Linked DNA regions of Ovis aries: region 1 is linked to region 2. A link is a contact called in public Hi-C data. All regions are on one chromosome and are shown on one strand. Each heading gives the region's core, a stretch centred on a gene start, on an enhancer-like site or on the middle of the called end of the contact. The rest is flanking DNA. Distances are from core to core; before and after follow the strand shown. Region 1 holds the start of MEF2B (myocyte enhancer factor 2B). Region 2 overlaps GATAD2A (GATA zinc finger domain containing 2A).

The links. Hi-C and Micro-C count contacts between places; a contact is called where the count stands out from the background.
Region 1: a Hi-C map of liver shows a contact between it and region 2, with 4 times the contacts expected there. The contact joins the promoter of MEF2B here to the enhancer-like site in region 2. A contact is called at or near these places in 3 of 16 Hi-C or Micro-C datasets (hypothalamus, liver and tail adipose tissue).

The regions. Positions count from the first base shown.
Region 1 is chr5:3,896,515-3,902,443 of ARS-UI_Ramb_v3.0, reverse strand. MEF2B (myocyte enhancer factor 2B) reads right to left here and starts at 1,984. Exons shown (of 9, transcript XM_042249577.2): 1 at 1,796-1,984.
Region 2 is chr5:3,648,637-3,654,725 of ARS-UI_Ramb_v3.0, reverse strand. All of the region lies in intron 2 of GATAD2A (GATA zinc finger domain containing 2A), which reads left to right. Among named protein-coding and RNA genes, the nearest start is that of TSSK6, 22 kb to the right of the region's middle. Within about 2 kb of position 3,590, at least 14 of the 54 cell types and tissues checked have an H3K27ac peak or open chromatin away from gene starts, as enhancers often do. A contact at or near this core is called in liver and tail adipose tissue, where this site is marked.

The DNA of each region.
Region 1 (5,929 bases), core at 735-3,234, 250 kb before region 2:
CCAGTCCGAGAAGTGGGCCTGGGTACTAGTGGGGTCTGAGATACTCATTTCTGGACTGCCTGGGGCCAACGGGCAGCCTCACAAGGCCCCCAAGTTGCAGGCACAGGGAAGCCCTTTGGGGGTGCTGAGAAATGGGATCCAGTCCTTGTGTTCACCTGACTTGGATTCATGAGCCTGGGTAGGGGTGACCTCTGCTACCCCAAACAGGATCCCAGGCGTGTGATAAATCCTCTCCAAAAAATGACATCTGTCTGCAAGTGCCTATGTGCCTCAAATCTTCCGGAAGGTCAAATCCCCAACATGTCTACACTCATTGCATCTGAGTTAGGGTGACAAATGACCTTAATTCCCTCTCTCCTCTAATTTGCATTTTCCAGATGTCTGCCTGGTTGGGTAATGATTTAATGAAATCAATCATTACTTGGAGATGGGAAGTAAGACGAGCTCAGATTGCTTAGGTCACAAGGGCATCCAGAGAGCTCAGAAAAGGGCAGTGATCTGTCTGAGGTCACACAGAGAGGGGCAAGAAGAAGCTGCGGCCAGCCCGTCACTGCTGGCTTTTGTTCTCCTAGGGTCCGAGGGGCAGCCTGGAGCCCATCCTTTCTCTGAGGGGCCTGGGTGTTTCCACCTGGACTCAGTCTTCGCTCCTGCAGTGGCAGCTTCAGACTAGATAGTGAGTTTCCAGCTGTCACAGGTGAGACCCCAGGACCCTCAATGTCCCCAAATTCCATTCCCTGGAAGCCAAGATTCACTTCTGGACTTAGACAGGTGAAGGAAGGCAGGTATGGGGACAGGAGGGAGCAAGGCTTTCTCCCAAAGCTCGTTGACTTTTGGGATCAAATTCCACACACTTGTCCTTCTAAGTCTAAATACTTTTTTGAACCCCATTCCCTTCACCTCAAGAGTCTGCAAGTGCTCAACCCCAGGCGCCAAAGGTCCAGAGGTCCTGACCTCCTGTGAGGGTTCTCAGCTGGGTCAGGCAAAAGGCCTCATCTGTGTCTGACCTCTCAGGTATGCAGCTTGGGGACAGGGAATAGCCTGGGACTCCAGCTGGTGAGTCCACTGCCCAGGACCCTGAGAGACACAGAGGGTGGGGACCATAACCAGGACAATAACTCGGCCACCAGTTTGTCATATGCTGACAACCTCGGGGGGCTGTGACTACTGTTCCTCCGATGAGATACTGAGGCATGGGGAGGAAGTGGCCCAGGCACTTGTGGTCCCCTGCTCAGGGCTCCGTGTCCACGGTCCTGCCCACAGCCACAGAGGTGCCCTGTGGGCCCAGCCGAGGCCCCTGGTTCACTGCACGAGATGCAGACCCCACAGGGTGGGTGAGGGTCACGGCGGTCACAGGCACACGTGGGTGCCATGCCACATGAAGGTGCAGGGCCGTGACACACGAAGGCACACTCACAGCAGGAAAGCAGGGGACTGTGGTTGTGCACCGGGGCCTCCGGGATGCACAAAGGGGTGTGCCCCAGGAAAAGAAACCACTGGAGCTCACAGACGCATACCAGAGTCTCATGGCACCACGACTTTAGACACACAACTCCCCAACTGACATTGAAACCTTCAGTAGCATGCCCTTTGGACACACAACCTCTCAGCGATGACACACACTCCCTCAGACATAACTCCTGGACATGCAAACCCTGGGACACTCACCCTTTTGGACACACAAACCTCTCAGGAACACAACCCTTGAAAAGCCCCTCGAACACACCCCTCAGATTCACACCCCTTGGACATATACCCTTTGGACACAAACCGTGGACGCATAGCCTCTCAAACTCACAATCCTAGGGCTGCAAACCTCTTAGACACAGCTCTCCCGCGTCCAGCAGCACCCTCGGACCTTCAAACTCATCCCAGCCCACAGATGCCATTCAAAGGACGCTGTACAGACCTCGGCCCGACGCGAGACGCACTTGCTCCACCTGGACCCTCTCGCACTGACCGGGCGGCAGCGGCTCAGAACTCGGACAGAGCGCCGGGCGGCCACAGGGGCCTTCTGAGCCGGCGGCCCCGCCCCCTGGGAGCTGATTGGGCGCGACGTAAATTTGCATAGAGGGCGAGCCCGAGGGCTGCGGTGGGCGGGCACTTGGGCGTGGCCGGGCCCCCGGAGTTCCGGGACCGGGAATCAGACGCTGGAAGACTATGAGATGGGGAAATAGTATAATGAGGGATGGGCACACGGAAGGGGGCTGGATCAGACTTGCCAGGCATCCCCCGCTGTCAGTGGGCGACCCTAACCTTACCACTGAGCCTGACCCTAATTCGGACCCTGTCTGTAACCCCTGCTATCTCCTACTCTGGACTTACTCCAATCTAAGTGAAATATAACTCCAATCGGGACCCTGAGGCCCCAGACCTAGAGACCTTCTCGCAGCCAGCCCTGACCCTTGCCCTCACCCAGATGCAGGGACTGCAGAAGAGGCTTCTGGGATCGCTTGTGGCCTCACCCAGCTGCGTGCCTTCTGCAGCGGCATGTGTAACCCACATGCTTCGACAGGAGGGTAACAGAGCCCTCGGTAACTGGGCACCCTCCTCCTGAAGTGGTCACCTTCCGGGACTCGACCCCTCTCTGGGATCCCAGCACCACCCAGGACAGGTCCCAGACCCAGAGGGGGATCAGAGCAAGATTAGGGAGTGAATCATGGTGGAAAGGATTCCAGGATGAATATGACTTTGGACTGGGTGATCCTGGAGAAGCCCCCAGTCTGGAGGGATTCCCCCAAAGAGGAGCATTTGTAATGGGCCTTGAAGCATGAGTAAGAGTTTGTCACTGGTGAGTTTTTCCAAGAGGACTTGCAAGGGGGCAGAGAAAGTGAAGAACATTCTTTGGTGGGGAAAGATGAAACCTGAGCAGTGAGTGGAAGTAGATTGGGCTGGGGGCCCTTTAAAGGAGGGCTTGGAGATAGGAGGAGGGGGTCCATTTGGGGCAGATGAAAGGGGAGAGTAGATGAGCTGCAGTGGCTGTCTGTCATTCTCAGAACACAACAGATGATCAGACCTCTGGACTCAGGAGGGGACATGTGGCGATATCAGTATGTGAGGGACACTGAGGAAGGAAACAGAGGTCCTGGAAGGCTTGTGCTTCTCCCCACACAGCAGTTTCCCCATCCGCAACATGGGCAGTTTGCACCCCTAGCCTGGAAACAGATTTTTCTTTGGGAAAAAAACAAACTAGGGTTGGTGGGCATCAGGTTTCCTGCCTCTCCCACCTCATCCTTGTTGCCCTTCAGTGCCCAACACCAGATGTTCGGGTGACCCAGGCCAGGCTGGGAGCTTCTGCCTAGGCTCCAAGGCACAGAACAAGTCCTGCAGAGTGTGGAGGTGGCTAGGGAGCCCCGGGCCCCTCGAGGGCCGCTCTGTTTACCCGAGACCGCCCGCTTGCCTCTGATGCAACAGGCAGGCTCTGGTTACGTGAGCGCAGCAGCTGGAGCAGCCCTGGGGGCAGCCGGAGCTGAGCCAGCTGAGGATGCCCACCGTGGGGCTCACCTCCCGCCCCTCCCACCGCTGGGGCCCCTCCTGCGCTCTCGCCCCTGCCGCGTGGCCCGCTTCCACCTCCCTCGTTCCCAAACCCCCTTCCCAACCCCGTCCAGACCCTCTTCCGTCATTCAGTTTCCTATAATGGCTCCTTCTTTTCGCCTTTACCCTGTTCCTGTCCTATACGTGCGCCCGTCACTGACTGTGTTAGCCCGTGTGGGCCCACATCCTCCCCTGGGGCAATCGGGAACCTTGACCTCAGTCTTTTCTGATGAGGGGACCCTCTTAGGAGCTGGAGTAAGAGACTGGGGGTTGAAAGGGAGATTTCAGGGGAGACTGGAATAGAAAGGGCTGGAGAGGGGGACGAGGCCTGGCAGATAGGGAAGGTGGACAGGGGTGGGAGGGTAAGTGGGTACAGAAGCTGCTTCCCCCAAGTCTCCCTTCTCCATATCTTCTCCCAGAATGTCAGCAGGGGAAGCCTTTGATGGCTCCTCCATGGTAAGGGCAGTGTTTCCCAGTGGGTAGGGCTTCAGGCTTCAAGGACCCTGGGTTCCGACCCCTTCTGACTCCCACAGGCTGTGTGACCTCAGGCCAGTCACTTCACTCCTCTGAGCCTGTTTGCTCATGTGAAAAATGGGGACAACAGTGGTGCCTCCTCAGGGGTAGAAGTGCTTCAAGCTCGGTCTCCAATACCCTCTCCTCCTCCAAAAGCCTTCATTATCCCCCTTCCATCTGGTGTCCTGACACCCCCGTTCCTCCTTCCACCTCAGCACTGGCCCAGAGGTTCAGAAATGCCTGCGTTCGTCTCTGTCTCCTGGAGTCTGGGATCTCCTTGCGATTGGGCTGTGTGTTGTGATAGCACAAAAGGGGTGTTTTCATGGGTTTCTTGAAAAACTGGAGAGGTTCTGAATAGTCTAGGGGTCTGGGGACCAACCTTGGGGCAACCATCCCCTTGCTGAGGGATGAGGCGGGGCTGGCAAAGGGTCTTCCTAGGGGCAGGACCCTCTGAGAGGGCAGGGCAGGAGTGAAATAAAAACCAGGATTTGGATCAGGGCTAAAAACAGAAAGTCAAAATTCATGTCTGATTCCTGTCCTGACCACCGTGGACCAACCATAAGCAAGTCACTGCCCTCTTGGGCCTTCTTTTACTCCGTCCAGAGATCTGAAAGAGGGGTCCCACACGTTACCCAGGGAGCCCTTCCAGGTTACCTCCACTCTCACGGGCGCTAGGATCCCTACTTGAATGTCTCTTGGCACGAGGAGGTCGTTTCTGAGAGCAAGTCTTAGTGAGCTAGGGAATCCCCACACCCTCCACTCTGGTGAATAGATAAAGCCACTAGTGCATGGGGGCAGGTGCGAGGTCTTTCTGGGTAGTGGCCTCTCGAAGTCTTATTTCACTTTCTGGATAACTGGAGCAAAGCCGCATGAGGTGAAAAAGGGCAGAGGGTCACATTGCACTCTCGAGGATCTGCCCAGACTGCGGACAATGACCGCTCAGAGGCGCAGAGCCCCGCCAAGGCTTTGCCTCTTGCGCCCCCTGGCGGTCATCGGGGGTGGGACGTTCGCCAGGTGGTGGATTAGTCGCTAAGCAGCATGGCACCCCACTCCAGTCCTCTTGCCTGGAAAATCCCATGGAAAGAGGAGCCTGGTGGGCCGCAGTCCATGGGGTCGCTAAGGGTCGGACACGACTGAGCGACTTCACTTTCACTTTTCACTTTCATGCATTGGAGACGGAAATGGCAACCCACTCCAGCGTTCTTGCCTGGAGAATCCCAGGGTCTGGGGAGCCTCATGGGCTGCCGTCTATGGGGTCGCACAGAGTTGGACACGACTGAAGCGACTTAGCAGCAGCAGCAGCAGCATCCGACTCTTGCGACCCCACTGACTGCAGGGGGGCCAAGCTCTGTCCATGGGATTCTCCAGGTAAGAATACTGGAGTGGGTTGCCATTTCCTTCTCCAGGGGATCTTCCCCACCCAGGGATCAAACCCGGGTCTCCTGCATTGCAAGCTGATTCTTTACCAACTGAGCTATGGGGGAAGCCCCAGGGACGTTCACCAGGAATGAAGGGCAAATTGGCCATAGGAATGAAAGGCAAAATTAATCACACCCCCTGGGTGCGCAGGACTTGAGGTGGTGGTGGGATCTGACAACCCACAGTCCCGCACAGACCTCTTTGAGAGTACTATTAGTCCCTGGCTGAGGTCGTGTTCAGAGGCTGTGGGTGATAGGGAGCCTTGGAAGGTCTAGGGCACCCCATGAGTGCTCCCCACTAGCTCACTGTGCCTGAACCATCCAAGGCTGGCCCTCGGATTCATGAGATTACATCACTAAGCTGACCATCTAGGGGGTGTGAGCTCTGGGGCCAGGGTTGGTCTGTCTGGCTCACCAGGGCATCCCCTGGGGCAGACAGGTCCTAGCTCAGACAGATCAGTGTTTGC
Region 2 (6,089 bases), core at 2,341-4,840:
CTCCCTGGCTTAAGTGTATGGAATTGCTTTCCAGCGTTGGCTCAGACAGCCCTCCCAGCAGTGCCTGAAGCCTCCAGTGGTGGCTCCCAGGCCTGAGGATGGCCCCCTACTCTCCCGGGACGGGCCGGGCCGACCCTGAGCTGTACACCAATCCCCTCCTGAGTGGGTGTCTGCCCCGGGGCACCCTCTGTGTTCGGAGAACTGCTGCTGGTCCTTTCAGGGGAGGAGATGGGGCTTTGAGGTTCAGCAGGGGTGGTTACTTGGATAAGCCCTTTCTTTCCCGCCTTCTCACTCCCAGGGTAGTGTAGTGTCTGGAGTGGCCAGCCTTGTTGAAGACAGTCTGCAGGAGGCCGTAGAGCTACCCTGGCATTGGCTAGCTCTCGGGGGCAGAGCTGGGCTGCCAGCCCCAGGAGTCGGGTGGCGTAAAGTACCTGTGATGGCATAGCGTCATCTGTCCGCTCTGCTGGCTGACTGGTCCCAGCTGAGTGTAGCTTCTTGGGTTCTCCTCTCCAGTGGCTTTATTGCTCATGTGGGGTGCCGGGGCCATCTCTGTGTCTGTCTCTGTGACCCTCTAGCCAGCTAGCTCGGCGTCCTTCTGTGGGGGGTGGTCTCTCAGCAAATGTTCTCAGGGCCCAAGGAGAATCTTTTGAGGCTGTGACCTTGCTTCAGAAGCTCGCGTCGCTGCTTCCTCTTTGCTCCTCACTGCAAGCCGCAGGGAGCGAGCTGCCTGCAGGGCGTGCTGCAGCCTGAGTGGGCGGCCTCCTAAGGGTGTGGTGCAGTGGTCCTCTGCACAGCGTTCTGTCAGCTAGGAGTGTTGGGACTCCTCGTTAACATCCACCAGCGTCCTGAGCTCACAGGAAGTGGATTTCTAGGGCTTGGTGCTTGAAAACACATAATGACACGATTCAGGAATCCTTTGATTTCTGAGTTGAGCTTGCACATCTTTGAGCAGTGTAGTATCTGTGCATGTGGAAAGACGTGCCCACAGGCGCACAGTGGTCAGTCTACAGGCATTGCGGATTCTTCGTGAACTCAGACTCTCCTGGAGCTAGGTACAGGGAAGTGGGGGACGTTGGTGCACACCAGGGACGTCACCTGAGCACCCAGAGAGCAGACTCAACACCTGTCTTCACTGGGTTTGGGAATATTCAGCTGTTACCTGATTGTCCGCTGTGCCAAGTTCTCCTTCACAGCGAGCAGCTCCTTACTGCCTCGGGAGGTTGGGGCCCAGGCTGCCCCAGTGACCTCCTAGAGCATCTGAACCTTCTTGGCACTGAGGTCTCACCTCACCCAGCAAAGCTGAAGGGCAGTAGGGCAGGAATTACTGTCCCCAACCTTGTAGGAGGCACAGAGAGGGAATGTCCTACCCTGGGTTTCTCACTTGAAAGAAGCAGGACCAAGTGGGGCACTTTTGCAGGCATGTGACCCCCTCCTTCCCTCAGCACGTGCAGGCTTGGTGCACCGTGCCTGCTCTGGGAGGAGGCCCTGTGGCCTGTCCACCAGCCAGCGTGGTGCCAGGAGGAGAGCCTGCCCCTCTGGCTCAGGAGGCCTCAGCCCCTCTTCCGGGGTTGTGGCATCGCACCAGGGCTGGACCCCTGTTTTTGCCCTTGTCACAGCGCCCTGGGAACATCCTGGCCATCACCGGGAACTGCAGTGCCCCACCCTTCTGGAGAGAGGGTCTGAGTGGGAACACTGGTCCCTGGCCCCAGCCCTGCGTTGGGGCACCCGCCTGTCGAGTGGGCAGTGGCAGTGTCACCCTGGGAGGCTGAGGGAGGGTGGCCGCTTGTAGGAACGCCAGGGCGCTGGCCTTGGACGAGCTTGTGGAGGTGAGGGGTGAGTTAGCTGGGTTCTGGCCGGGGAGGGCCTCTGCTCAGGCTTTTGCCGCCCTTCAGTGAAGGCCCCAGTGTTTTGCCCTGAGCTCCCTGCTGAGGGTGGGCAGTTTGGGGGTAGAACTAGGAAGCCTTCCCCCGACTGCGTGCCGCTGGGGGACGGGTCCCCTGAGTGCAGTGGGGTGGTGCTGACTGTGCTTCCAGGGGCTGTTCAAGAAGTGCCTCTTCCAGCGTGCGTTGGGTCTGTCACAGGGGAGATGAGAATATGATGGAGGGACATTCCTTGCAGTGGGTGGTGGTGAAGGTGGGGGCAGCTCAGGAGCAGCAGGAGTTTGGGGTTCAGGGGTTGGGGACTGGAGAGACCTGTGGGCTGGAAGGTGTGAATGGGCTCTAGTGGGAGGAATGCCCTGGCAGAGGGTCTGGTGGGGCCAAGACAAGTGTGTGCTTGGTGCGGGGTCTAGCAAAGCCTCCCCCACACCCCTAAACGGTTAGCAACTACCTGCCTCTCCTCACCCAGCTGGGGCCAAAAGATGGGGGCAGGAGGGAGGGTTCTGGCAGGAACTGGTGGCTGCCAGCCCTGCTTCTCTCCCCCTGCTTAGCCCCGAGGAGCAGTTTGTTGTCCTGAGGCCTCATTGGGCCCGCAGTTGTCCCCGACTTCGTGTGTGCAGGCATCTCAGGGATCTTAGAAAAACGCAGGCTTTGGTCAAACAAGTCTGGGGCAGTAATGTCCTCTGGTGAAGCCGGGTGGGCGGTGGTCTGCTCCCGCGTGCCCCTGTCCCTCCTGGCTGACCCTAAAGACAGAACTGCTGTTATCCAGGGGTTTCTCCCCGCTGCTGGACACGGCACCCACTTCTTAGGTTGGCTCCCAGCAGCTAGGAGGGAGGGAGAACATGGAGGCATGGGTGTGGGTCAAGCGCACCTTGCCCAGACATCAGGCAGGCGCGTATGGAGAACAGCAAAGGTCAGGGCTGCGCTCCCTTGGTGGAAACGGCTTCCCCTGGCACAGGCCCGTGAGACACTCGGCGTTACCCCGCACTGACCACTGCTGGGTAAGCACCTGGGATGGTGGTGCGGTGAATGGAGGGATCTGGTTGTAAGTTAAGTTTTAATCTCCAGGGAACTTGACGGAAGTTCCGGGCATGTAACAGAATTTTTGTTTGTTTAGCCTCGGCTGGCATTCAAGGGAGGGAGGTAGTGAGAACGTTTTCACGAACAGCCTGGCTTGCTTCCAGGTCACGTAAAATCTCTTCTGATCATAATAATTTATATCAGGATTCCCAAGATGGGCGGGCTAGGCTTAATGCATTTGCCCTGAAATCATAGCTTTCAAATAAATGTGGTGCCCTGGCAGCCTCCCTGGACCGAGATAATATACACGGCCACTACACTGCTTCCCTGGCATGTTGGCCTAGATGGTTTTATAATTTAGAAAACGTTTTTTTAGGAAAAGAATGCCCACGATAATTTTGAGCCTTTGTCAAATGAGTATCCTTTTCCTTGAATTAAAAGAGCTCGCTGGGAAAGTTCTGAGAAACTTGAAGTACCTTTGTGTTAAAATTGAGCTTTAGGAAAGTTTTCCTTGTTGGAGACTAGTGGGGGCTGGTGGCGCTTCTGCGTTCGGAAGAGGCGACCCAGGTCCCTGTAACAAGCGAGCAGTCCCCTGTGGGCCAGGGCCACTCAGGAAGTGCCTGCAGCCCTGCAGCCCCAGGGCGAGCTGGCGCCTCCATTTCCTGACAGCACCTGAACCCTACCTCACTTCTCAAAATGAAGGCTGCATGTCACAAACTGGTTAGAACTGGCTGTTGCCATGGTTTTCACGTTGGAAGGCACAGTTAAAGGGTCACATGACCAAAGAGGGAAATGCCTTTGTCACATGACTTTTTGGTGGCCTGATTAGCATACAGGAAGTTCACTCCCTGCTGGCTGCTGGGATGCTGAGTGATCACTGATGGGAGGTGATGTCATCTCTTGGACGAGTTATTGATTAGTCTCGGTCCAAGATGGGACCTAGGAGAGCTCTGGTCGCAGTGGTCATCTTAGGCAGCTTCAGCTCCATGTGGTCCAGCCCCTAACCCTGCCCTCTTCCCTCAGGCAGATTTGAGCTGTATTAGGCATCTCACCTTGGAGATGGGCACATGCTCCACGAGATGGTAAAAAGTGATAAATCCCTGTAGGTTACCGTTGGCCCCGTTCGCTCTTGCTCAGGAAGCACCGGCAGTCTGTAACTCTAGACTTGGTTCTGCCGAGGCTGCTGCTCTGCTGTGTGGCCGCCTGGGAGCCTGCCTGGGCTGCAACCAGCGGCTGCAGCTCCCGTGCCAGAGCCTTGTGTCTGCTCAGTGCCTGTGCGCATGCCCACAGAACCTGGGTTGGAGCCCCGGGGTCATCTTTGATGTGTATCTTGGGCAGAGTTGGCAGCCAGCAGGGAGACACAGACTTGAAAGAGTTCCTGAACTGCATTGGTTTTTGGTTTGTTGAGGCCCTAGTGAGACATCTTGGGTTATTTTATAGACAGCCAGCCAATTCCTGGACTTGAAAATGTGGGCTGCTAACCCCAATGAGGGAGTTCTGTACCTTGAAATGGGCGCCTCCTGATCGCTCGTGGAAGCCCACCCAGCAGCTGTACCTGTGGTGGTTCCATCGCATCAGGGCTGCGCTTGCTGCAGTGCAGCGGCTGTGCTGCTCTGAGAGCTGAGATGAGGGTGGGCCAAGGGAGAGCGCTGCGGGTTGAGGGGTTGGGGGAGTCAGTGAACCCGGTGTGTGGTCCTCTGTGCACCCCCCTTCCCTGAAGGCATAGCTCGCTCTGGGAGTGGAAAGGGCAGTTCGGTGGGCTGTTAAAATACCGGTTTCCCATCCCTAACTCTGCTTCCCCACTCAGCTGGAAGGAATGGGACAACTTTGAGTTGTTGTTACTGCTCCCAGTTAACTTAGCCGAGTTTGTTCTCTGGGTCATAGTGCCACCTAGCGGGCGAATTCAGCCCTTGGCTGGCTTTCCTGCTGATTGCATTCTTTCAACACAGATGCAGAGGCTAGATCTTAAGGGAGAGTTTACATTATGTCCTCAGCAAACAGAGCTGCTTGGCTTGGCGCTAAGCACTGTCTCTGAGACCCGTTGGTCCTTATATATGTGGTCAGCAATGCCATTAGCGGAAGCCTAGCACTTCATGGGAAATAGATGGGGAAACAGTGTCAGACTTTATTTTTTTGAGCTCCAAAATCACTGCAGATGGTGACTGCAGCCATGAAATTAAAAGACGCTTGCTCATTGGAAGGGAAGTTATGACCAATCTAGACAGCATATTGAAAAGCAGAGACATTACTTTGCCAACAAAGGTCCATCTAGTCAAGGCTATGGTTTTTCCAGTAGTCATGTATGGATGTGAGAGTTGCACTGTGAAGAAAGCTGAGCGCCAAAGAATTGATGCTTTTGAACTGTGGTGTTGGAGAAGACTCTTGAGAGTCCCTTGGACTGCAAGGAGATCCAACCAGTCCATTCTAAAGGAGATCAGTCCTGAGTGTTCTTTGGAAGGAATGATGCTAAAGCTGAAACTCCAGTACTTAGGCCACCTCATGCGAAGGGTTGACTCATTGGAAAAGACTCTGATGCTGGGAGGGATTGAGGGCAGGAGAAGGGGACGACAGAGGATGAGATGGCTGGATGGCATCACTGACTCGATGGACGTGAATTTGAGTGAACTCTGGGAGTTGATGATGGACAGGGAGGCCTGGTGTGCTGCGATTCATGGGGTCGCAAAGAGTTGGACACGACTGAGCGACTGAACTGAACTGAACATTACTAGATGTGCATATACGTTCTGAGGAACTTGAGTGGTAGGATTGGGAAACGAGGGCAGAGGATAATGGGCAGGGGTGGCTGGGAGTTAGACTGTGAGCAGATTAAGTGGCTGGGTAGTACCCTGGTATGTGAGAGCAAGTATGTGCCATGTTCCAGTCAGTTTCAAAACCTGCAGCCACTACTGCCACGTTGCCACTGGCAGGATAGAGAGCTCACCTGTGGCCCAGGAAGGACCCCACTGCAGGCTGCCTTGGCTGCCTCATGAGGTGGTGATGCCCCACGCTGGGGACTTAGACCGTCGGCTGAAAGTGTATGCCTCAGCCCCTCTGTTACCTGGGGAGGGGTAGGTGGGCTGTCCAGGCGTGAGGGTTGTCAGGGAGTCTGGGTTCAGCAAAGAAAGGCTGATTCAGGTGGGGCTGGCCTCCCCATCAGGTGGCTTCCAGCATGGGTAGGTAGGCGCTCCACCA